2 separate regions of the Bombyx mori genome follow, and region 2 is linked to region 1. The links are chromatin contacts, called in public Hi-C maps. All regions are on one chromosome and are shown on one strand. The core of a region is the stretch at or near the end of the contact, and the rest is flanking DNA. Distances in the headings are between cores, read along the strand shown.

Region 1 (4,628 bases), core at 1,901-4,400:
ATGGCGAAAATTATGAAAAACATTTAAATGAATGTACATACTCATAAGATCCTATCAGTTCGCCTACAAGTATTTTTTTATTTGTAAATAACATTTCAGATTTGGTTCTGTTACACATTTAACTTAACCTGAGATATAAATCACTCGTACTCAATAAATATATGTAAATGATAATTAATCGACATATTGTAATTCTCTTAGAGTACGAATTAACGTCATTCCTTTGGCCTGCGTTACGTGCACATCTAGGGTTGATCATTTTCCGACGCAAAGAAACGTGACGAGCTTGCAAACCAATTGCCCGCATACGCAACAATAACTCATTACGCAATCAACACAGCATCTGGTAAATACATCAAATACAACCATTCCTATCTACATAATAATATATTGATCAAAGTAATAAACTAATTTTGCGTATCGCAGTCGCTAGTGTTAAAATTCCACATAACTGCCTTTTCAGCTTGGGAAACGTCACTTAATATTTCAAAATCTTAATAGAACAAGAATACTTGATACGTACTTCTGATAACATAAATAGCGAAGATAGTTAGGTTTTTAATTGTAAGCTTGAATTTTGAAGTTGAACCGAATAATAAGTGATTCATTTTCAGCGTATCAACTTTGATGAAAACCCACTGGCCCACGTAGCTTAATCACCATCGTTTTTAATGTATCCGTGAATCAGCGGTGCAGTACATTTTTTTCAAGCAGGAAGTAGTTGAATCGTGAGTTTTCGTTGATCAGTTGACGAAGATGACAGAACTTGTCCACTATGTTTTCTTTCTATCTAATAATATGAACGATATCTGAATGATATGAAAAAATGATATGAACTCAACGAGTTTACGATTTTCATTCATTAGCAGTTTTATTTATAATGATAATTTTCATTGTTAATGGCATTTCCGTCGAAGTTATTACCGTGGTTCACTGCCAAGAAGGAAGCATTTAATGATGAAAAATACGTGATGTTCCGTAATGATTGAAGTACATATAAGATATTGTTACATGTTACATCTTTTGTGTTGGTTTTCTTTTAATATTCTAAACACAGACTTGGGTAAGACAATGTAAGCTGATTATGGTTTTATGTGCAATAAGGAATTACGATTTGTTATGAAAATCGTCTGTGACAACACCATTTCAGTTCTCTCTCTCTTAATAAACAAATCAGAATACCGAGGACAATAGTGTATTTGTGTAGGTATCTTAGATTTTCGAAAGCTACACAAAACTGTTAAAAAGTCAGTTTTACAGTTTAATCTCGTACGTAGTTAAGTCATTTCGTAATTCGAAACTTCGAATGTTTTACAGTCTTCCGTAATTTAGTAAAATAATAATAAAGGAAAAAATATATTTAAAAAAATATATTTTAAAAAAATTTTTTTTTGGCACAGGACGTAGGGTATACTGCTATTCTCAATTTCATTACTTCGTAACATAAACAGAAGCAGAGAGGTGCAGAAGTACAAACTCTATTTTCTCTTGACTGTATACCGTATGTTTAAAACTGTTGTAAACTAGATTTATAGACTACTAGCGACCCGCCCTCGCTTCGCTTCGGAAACATTAAAACACACATGAAACCAAAAAAAAAAATAAAAAAAATAATCAAAAAAGTAGCCTGTGTTCATCAGGGACAATGTCGGCTTCTAATGTAAAAAGAATTTTTCAAATAGGTCCAGTAGTTTCGGAGCCTATTCGAAACAAACAAACAAACAAATCTTTCCTCTTTATAATATTAGTATAGATTCAAAAAACTGAGCTTAAGAAACCTATGATATGTCAAGTGTAACTGAGTATAGCTCTGCAGGATCGCGGCAAATTGGACTATTGTTATATAATTGTGACTACAGGTTTTCGTAGGTAAGGCAGAGAGACACACATCAGTCATTTAATGAACATATTGCGGACATCAAGAATAAACATTTTCTAAACGTAACCTTTAAACATTTGTAAGTAACATCGGTAATACTAAAAATAAAACTCCTGTTTAACCTAAGAGATAATTCTAACTTGAGTCCATTTAATGTGGCGTGTTTACTTATCTTTATGATAAGTAGTCTAAACAGCAGTGCCCCGTAAAGGTCACGATCCTCAGCACTGAGAAACACGACGCAAGGAGGATGATAAGTAGCACTCCACTGGTTAGGTTTTTTTTCATCGCCCAGTTACATGCAGTATATCGCCTCTTTTTTTGGGTCGCGGGCCAAACTGGACGGACTGGACTGGACGGTCCGCAGATGTTCGGAGGGGACCGCGAGGCCAAGGATTGTATTTAGGGTTATACCTACTAAACGATTCCTTTGTACTAAGCGTCCGATCTCCCCCGAGGTCAGAACCCGGGCGGCGTAACAGGGTCACCGCAGTCAACACTGCAACCAGACACACAGCTCTCTCCAAGGACGCCCGACTGACGGAATCTTCAAGGCAAATGACGAAGGCTCTGACGTCGGCCATCTCGATACAGAAGCCCGGCAGGCCACCTAGCCGATGTCGCTGGTGTCCAGGGATACCTTACTAGGTCTAAGCCCGCCTGGCCGAGTCGGGAGGAGCTATGTATCACCTCTAGGAAATATTTTTTCATACTTTCCATACACCATATGTACCGATATTTAGGCTAAATAAAATGTCAGTGATACACAGGTAGACATATTGATACATGTTTTTTTTGCAACGAAACCCAAAAGATTTGTAACTAAGTTAATAATCAAAATTTTACCATAATCACTGACAACTCAACATTAAAAATCATTACATTAAAAATCTCAATCACTATTCCCTTTTTGTTAATTGATAAATCTTAAGATCGTCAACAGCTCTTAAAAAAGTCGTTTGACAAGTGTTTTGTCTTCTCCTATTTAAATATAGGTAGATTCCTTAGCTATAACGTACCGAATTGCTAAATAATCAACAAAGTCTAAGATGCGGATACAATTATATCTTAACGGTCCAATGCAAAAATCAAATATCGGCTAGTATCTGCAGTGTAGTAATTATATTCACATCCACACATCGAGCATATAGCAACAACAATGGCTTTATTAATCACAGTACCCATGTGTGAATCGTATAATACAAGTAGATATACCAGAGAGTACGTAATGTGAAACCTTTGACGTCAACTCAATGCACTTTCTCCATGAAGCGCACTGAGTCAACACGACACTCGTGGGAAAACGATGTAGTTGACACAATTCGCAATGTATTATCTGTTTATTGTTTCTTGCAAACATTAATATTATGGTTCTGTACATTGTACTGTACACATTAGCGTTAAGTGGACTTATAGTGAAGTAGTTTATGAATTTGCACCTTATTGCAATTGTTACTTTCATATTAATATTTTAGGTTCGTGTATGACAGTGTACAGTCAAAAATTCAATTTGAGTTAAAATGCAATTTGGTAAGGCAAATTAATTGAATCTAAAACTTCTATTTTTAGTTGCCTTCGCAAATGAACTTAGCTGATGACGCTCTTGCAGATCTGCATGAAAAAGTCTAGACATATTATCGCATACGAATTAAATGCCCTGATAAGAACAAGAACAGACTTCTTAAGCAGTTGATTTCTGGGTCAAGATGTCTACAATCCCTGTCTCCTAGCACTGTTAACGCGATAAGTGTTTGGTTATCAAAATTAGACGTTAGAGGGGGAAGATTATAAATCATAAGGATCGAAGTGTGAGAAATATGTGCTCAATCATCCAAATGGTAAAAGATAAGCTTTAACTTGTCTGTGCGCCTGTACAACAAAATCCCACAAAATGTTCAGAACCTACATATACATAAGTTTAAGAAAACTATTAAAGAACATCTGTGCAATAAAGCTTACTTACTATAAAGTCAATGATTATCTAGAAGATTGCACAAAGTGGGAATGAGTTGCTCGCTCCGGGCATTTCAATATTGTACCTATAAAATTGTTATGTTATAATTACTTATTGTAAAAATGAATATTTAAAAAAATCAAATATAAAAAAAAAAAAAAAAAATATATAAAAAAAAAGACATGCCCGCTGAGTTTCTTGCCAATTCTTCTCAGGACGGAGGCTAATTCTTGTGAATTGACGGTAGTTCTTTTGACGTTCAACAAGTATGTACTTTCATTTATGTTCAATAAAACTTTTTTGATTTGATTTGATTTGATTTCAAACTAAATCACTAATTAGTTATCTTCTAGAATAGATTGAGATTCCTATGTTTGTAAATATTATCGCTATTAGTATAATATCGACTGTGACCGGTTATGTGATTTTAGCTGTAAAGATTACTTTTTATGGCCAAGATACACGACGAGAATGTTATGTATGTAGCTTGCTCTGACGTCAATGCGAAAAAAGCCGGTTTCAAATTAAAACTGAACAGCGCATAATTAGCTGAATGTTTATTTGCTGTCATGTGGTGAAATTTTTTCTTGATTTAAGAATGCATGAATTAGTACGATTCTGGTGTTCGGATTTTAAAATTTAACACGTTTTAGATATTTTAGAAACATGAGTAGTAAGGTATTACTGTAAATTTATTTTTCTTTGATACTTGATAAAATAGGCTTGTATAAAGTGAGTTAGTGATATGGTGTTGAGATTATCAAGACATTAATTTAGTTATGTACATATTCCAAC
Region 2 (4,532 bases), core at 1,137-3,636, 46 kb before region 1:
TATCGTGGACTGAATTTCGCAATAACGAGTGCATATTGTGTCACTGGGCATTTTTCTATCTAGCGCCTGATGGTACAGGGTAGAGAAGAGGGTGTCAGACCTTACGGCAGGTTAGAATTTGGACGCACCAGGAGGATGGGACGACGCGTCGACGGCTGCGGAATGCGATGCGGTCCGCATTTTCGTCGTCGCTGTCGTCGCCGAACATACTGTGGAAGAGCAACCCAGTCGGCGGTGTATCGCGTTCCGACCCGGCAGGCTGGTTCTAGCTCAGCGGGGTATCTCGGAACACCAGCGGCATCGCCCGGGTGGCCTGGTAGGGCCGCCGTACCGCGGAGACCGACGTCGTTGGTCGTCGACCATCGCCTCGACGACCCGTCGGTCAGGCGTCCTCGGGGTGGCGCCACGTGTCTGGTTGTAGTGTTGACTGCGGGAACCCCGCTACTCTGACCGGGTTTTGACCCCGGACGGAGATCGGACGTCGGGTGTAAGAGTGCAGGGGAGTCGTTTAGTGGGTAGGGCCTTAAAATTCCTTGGGCCCGCGGTCTGCTTCCAACGCCTTGCAGATGGTCAAGTCCCACAAACACCGCGCGCGCCCTAGGCGCGGGGACCTCGTAGGAGGTTCGGCACCCAGGCCGGAAAAAAAAAAGGTCAGAATTTGGACTGACCAAGTCAACGCTACCATGGATTGCTCTCTGCACGTAACTATCAGACGCGCATTCGGAAGCCAGGAGTGGCGTCCGGTTCTAAAAATGGTCACTGAAAACATTACGACCACAATCACGGTAAAGCGACGTAGAAATAGACTTATTAGCTTAAAATAAACGCTGGATCTTAACCCAATTACTTTATCAATAAACCAGACTAAAAATATGCATGACTTTCATTTAAAATTACTTTCAGCTACTTTTTAATTTTTTTAATTACAGTAGCTGTATGAATGCCTCTTCTCCAATACAAATACTATGAACATGAAAATGTTATCTAAATACTATCTAACACAATACGTGATTTTAATAATGTATTCTTATATAAGTAATGCACGTTCTTTCAACGAACCTTAGATTACAATATTTTAACATAGTGCTTTTAAAACTCTTATCATTGTAATGGTAAATTTCCATTCGAAAATATAAAGAATGAGCATGTCTTAAATTATAAATATTTTATTTATTTTAATTGATAATGAGGTCGAAGCAAAGTCGTTGGCATAGTGACTTTCATTGTTCCACGGCTTTGTGAAACAAAGGTTACGAAATAGGGCGCATCTCGGCAAGGCTACCACTCACGTCACAAGTTACATTATACAAAAGTGTCGAAACTTTTTTAAATTTATCGAGACGTTGCCTATTAATATTTATCTAGATTTTTTTCCATAGAACACGTACACGCGTAGTGCACAAGCGATGGTTCGTAAATGTATTCGAATACTCATATTACCATTACGTTACGATGCAAACTGTTTACAATCTCGAACTTAATGCAGGTGCAACAAAATTTTTGATATTATTAAAATTAAATATTTATTTCAATTTAAAGAAACGTGCAAACATCTAACAAAGGTATTTGTGCATGCTTAAAAAGTCTGTTTGTTAATAAGCGCATCACTTGAGATAAACTGATGGCTGTTTTTCAAAAGTACATAAAAGTACAAACAGTGTTTTAGGTAAAGATACATTAACAATATTGGTTACATGTAAATTGGTAAAATTCGTAAAACCATCACCAATAAATTTGTTAATGACAAATGTCTATCAGTGCAGCTAGTGATAAAACTAAGGGAATCTAGTAATGCCACATGACTCTCAGTGATATCTCATAATTACTATTTGTCGTTTATTACTGCGAACAGTTAGTTTCCTTACAGTGTGAACATATTTTAAGGAAATATTTACTTCAAAACTATATTCGTTTTATTTTTCAACTAAATATTTTTAATTATATTTCTCTTATGTTTATTGGATGTCTGCATTACAAATTTATTCACATGCCATGGCCAACCTCAATGCAGAAGATTTAAACAATTTTGTTTTCCATTGTAAAGGATCATTATTAAAAATCTGCAGACACCCTTAACATGAGACTGCCATTGCAGGTAATTGCCTGCTAAACAACTACATTTAGTAAACTAATAATAAACAAGAAAGCAAGTATAATATTTAAAACAAAAAAGTTTTTACTTTTTGTTTCAACTGTACATCCAAGTTTCATATTGACAAAAAAGGTGCGTAATCTCATTGTGAAAAAATATCTAAAAATTGTTATTCTAAAACATCCTCCAGAAAATTCAAGGGGATTCGTAAATACAAGTCGGTTTATTAACCTCGTTCGTTCAACAGCACGTGCACTTGTTTTGTCCTTCTCATACTAGCGTTACATAAGCCAGTAGCGTAATCTATGTTTGCTTTAAAGCTTACAGAACACGTAATCATGTTCATTATAATTTCACTGCCCTCATTACGGAGTTTTTTTGTATGTTTATATTAAACTAAAATATATTTAAGAGAAACAGAAACACAATAAAGTTTTGGAACAACAAGGAAAATAGCTGTAATTCTTTCCAAAAAAAATAATAGATTTTTTTACTTTCATATTACATATGTGTTTAACTTTTTATTCTTGTCGAGAACTAAAACCGCACTACTCCGCACTAGTAGGTTCCTATCGAATTTGGTTAGGTTGGCAGAAGAATGCAGATAATGGAGAATGTACGTAATGGTCATTGACACGGACCTCTTAAACCTACACCAAGGTCACAAGTCCAAATTCCTATAATTCCAAGTTCCTCTCAGAGCAACACAATGTACCCAGTAGGCGCACGGTGAATCCTTAACTTCTTAAGATAAGATTGATAAGTCTCACTCTGTCCTCTCTCTCTATGTACTCACAGAAAAGTAAGACAACATTCGCACAATGGAATTAATTGAATTTTTTCAACGGTACCCAAATTAATGATACTGGAAGGATATGTTGTGGGTTCCAGATTGCTATCTCCGCATACTTTATCTCCGCCGTGTTGCAAAAATGTATTCCAACTTAATAGGTAAATGAGCCGCAATTTAATTAAGCAATATTATAAATTAATGCTTTGAGCTTTGGTTTGAAAGATAGCCGTTATCCTAGTGCCAATCAGACTTTAACCCATGTTTCAAAGTGAGGGGCGACAACAACGACATGATGAGTATGAGCTCCCCATAACAGGTATCATCAGGTGGACCATGAGCTCGGCTGCCCATCTACGGCCATGAAAAGGAATATAATTTAACCACAACAGCATTTCAATGGCACATTTTGAACACCTTCAAAAGGGCAAAATTTAAATAAAAGAGTGGAAACAAAACGATTTATTCTTTTTAAAACCTATGGACGATAACCCCAATATTTGGTGGAATTTTACTTTGAAATTTCAAGACGTCTTCAAAACTGTTTAACGCAGAATACAGTTTGCGCAAATACTATAAGATATACCGATTACTATAAGACATTCGTACATACGCATGTGACGCAGAAACATTACGTCTATAAAGATCTGCTTATACTTTGTGATAACGTTTATTGGTTTTCCAACGTCATAATATTTTATGTAATGTGATGTATTTTGAAGTTTGATCTACTCGACTTTGAAATTTGTCCTCATATCCTTTAATTAGAAATTTACCAATTTATTTCTTCACTAGCTTGTCGGAACTGCCGGAGGAAACCTTGACTGCGATCAGTCATATTTTTTATGTATATTGCTGACATACTGCTTGTTTTTTTTTCTCGTATATAGATCAATATTGGATTTTTTTAAACCCCCAAATTATTCATTTTTTATTTTTATCTTGTTCATTTATGTTCAGACTCAAATCAGATTGATGGGTTCATATACCTTACCTTTATAAATCTAGAGTAAAAATTCGAATATCATGATATTGTGCATGTATCACTATTGGTCTTAATTTGAAGGTTATTAAAATAGTTACGTCAAACTACAGCCTTTAGCCTTTTGCTATGAATTTATTATCACGTCTTTCGTTCATTAAAATTACCGTTATTCTGACCTATTTTTCAAGGTTTAAGTAAAATCTCAAAATGCAGGATAATCGTAGACAGGATAGATTTTACTTTAATTTATTCGCGATGCCAACTAACAAATATGTAAACACATTATTCATACATTCAGTACATAACTAATTTCGTTTCATCCTATTTCATAGTCACAATAGGATGTAGTTATTACGAAGCAGATCTTGGGATAAAATGGAGACTTCGACCTCACTATAAAATCTCTGGGCTCCAGCAATCACTTTACATCAAGTGCACTTGCTTTTTGGAGCACTTTTATTTAATTCCAAGCATTTTCATATATATCTACCTATGAAACCTTCTCTGGACTTCCAATTCAAGACAAAAATTAGAAAAATCGGTCCAGCCGTTCTCGAGTTTTAGCAAGACTAACGAACAGCAATTCATTTTTATATATATAGATTACACGATGTTATTCCTTCACCGTGGAAGTCAATCGTGAACATTTGCTAAGTACGTATTGC

What was found. Hi-C and Micro-C count contacts between places; a contact is called where the count stands out from the background.
Region 2: a contact with region 1 is called in a Hi-C map of midgut, with 1.8 times the contacts expected there. The contact joins two enhancer-like sites. A contact is called at or near these places in 3 of 7 Hi-C or Micro-C datasets (midgut and whole pupa).

What each region holds. Positions count from the first base shown.
Region 1 is chr10:7,274,968-7,279,595 of ASM3026992v2, reverse strand. The region is part of intron 3 of LOC105842530 (inositol-trisphosphate 3-kinase homolog); the gene reads right to left. The region is part of intron 2 of LOC134199508 (a long non-coding RNA gene); the gene reads left to right. Among protein-coding and RNA genes, the nearest start is that of LOC134199508, 19 kb to the left of the region's middle. Within about 2 kb of position 3,150, at least 6 of the 8 cell types and tissues checked have open chromatin away from gene starts, as enhancers often do.
Region 2 is chr10:7,320,090-7,324,621 of ASM3026992v2, reverse strand. All of the region lies in intron 3 of LOC105842530 (inositol-trisphosphate 3-kinase homolog), which reads right to left. Among protein-coding and RNA genes, the nearest start is that of Ncd, 21 kb to the left of the region's middle. Within about 2 kb of position 2,386, at least 3 of the 8 cell types and tissues checked have open chromatin away from gene starts, as enhancers often do.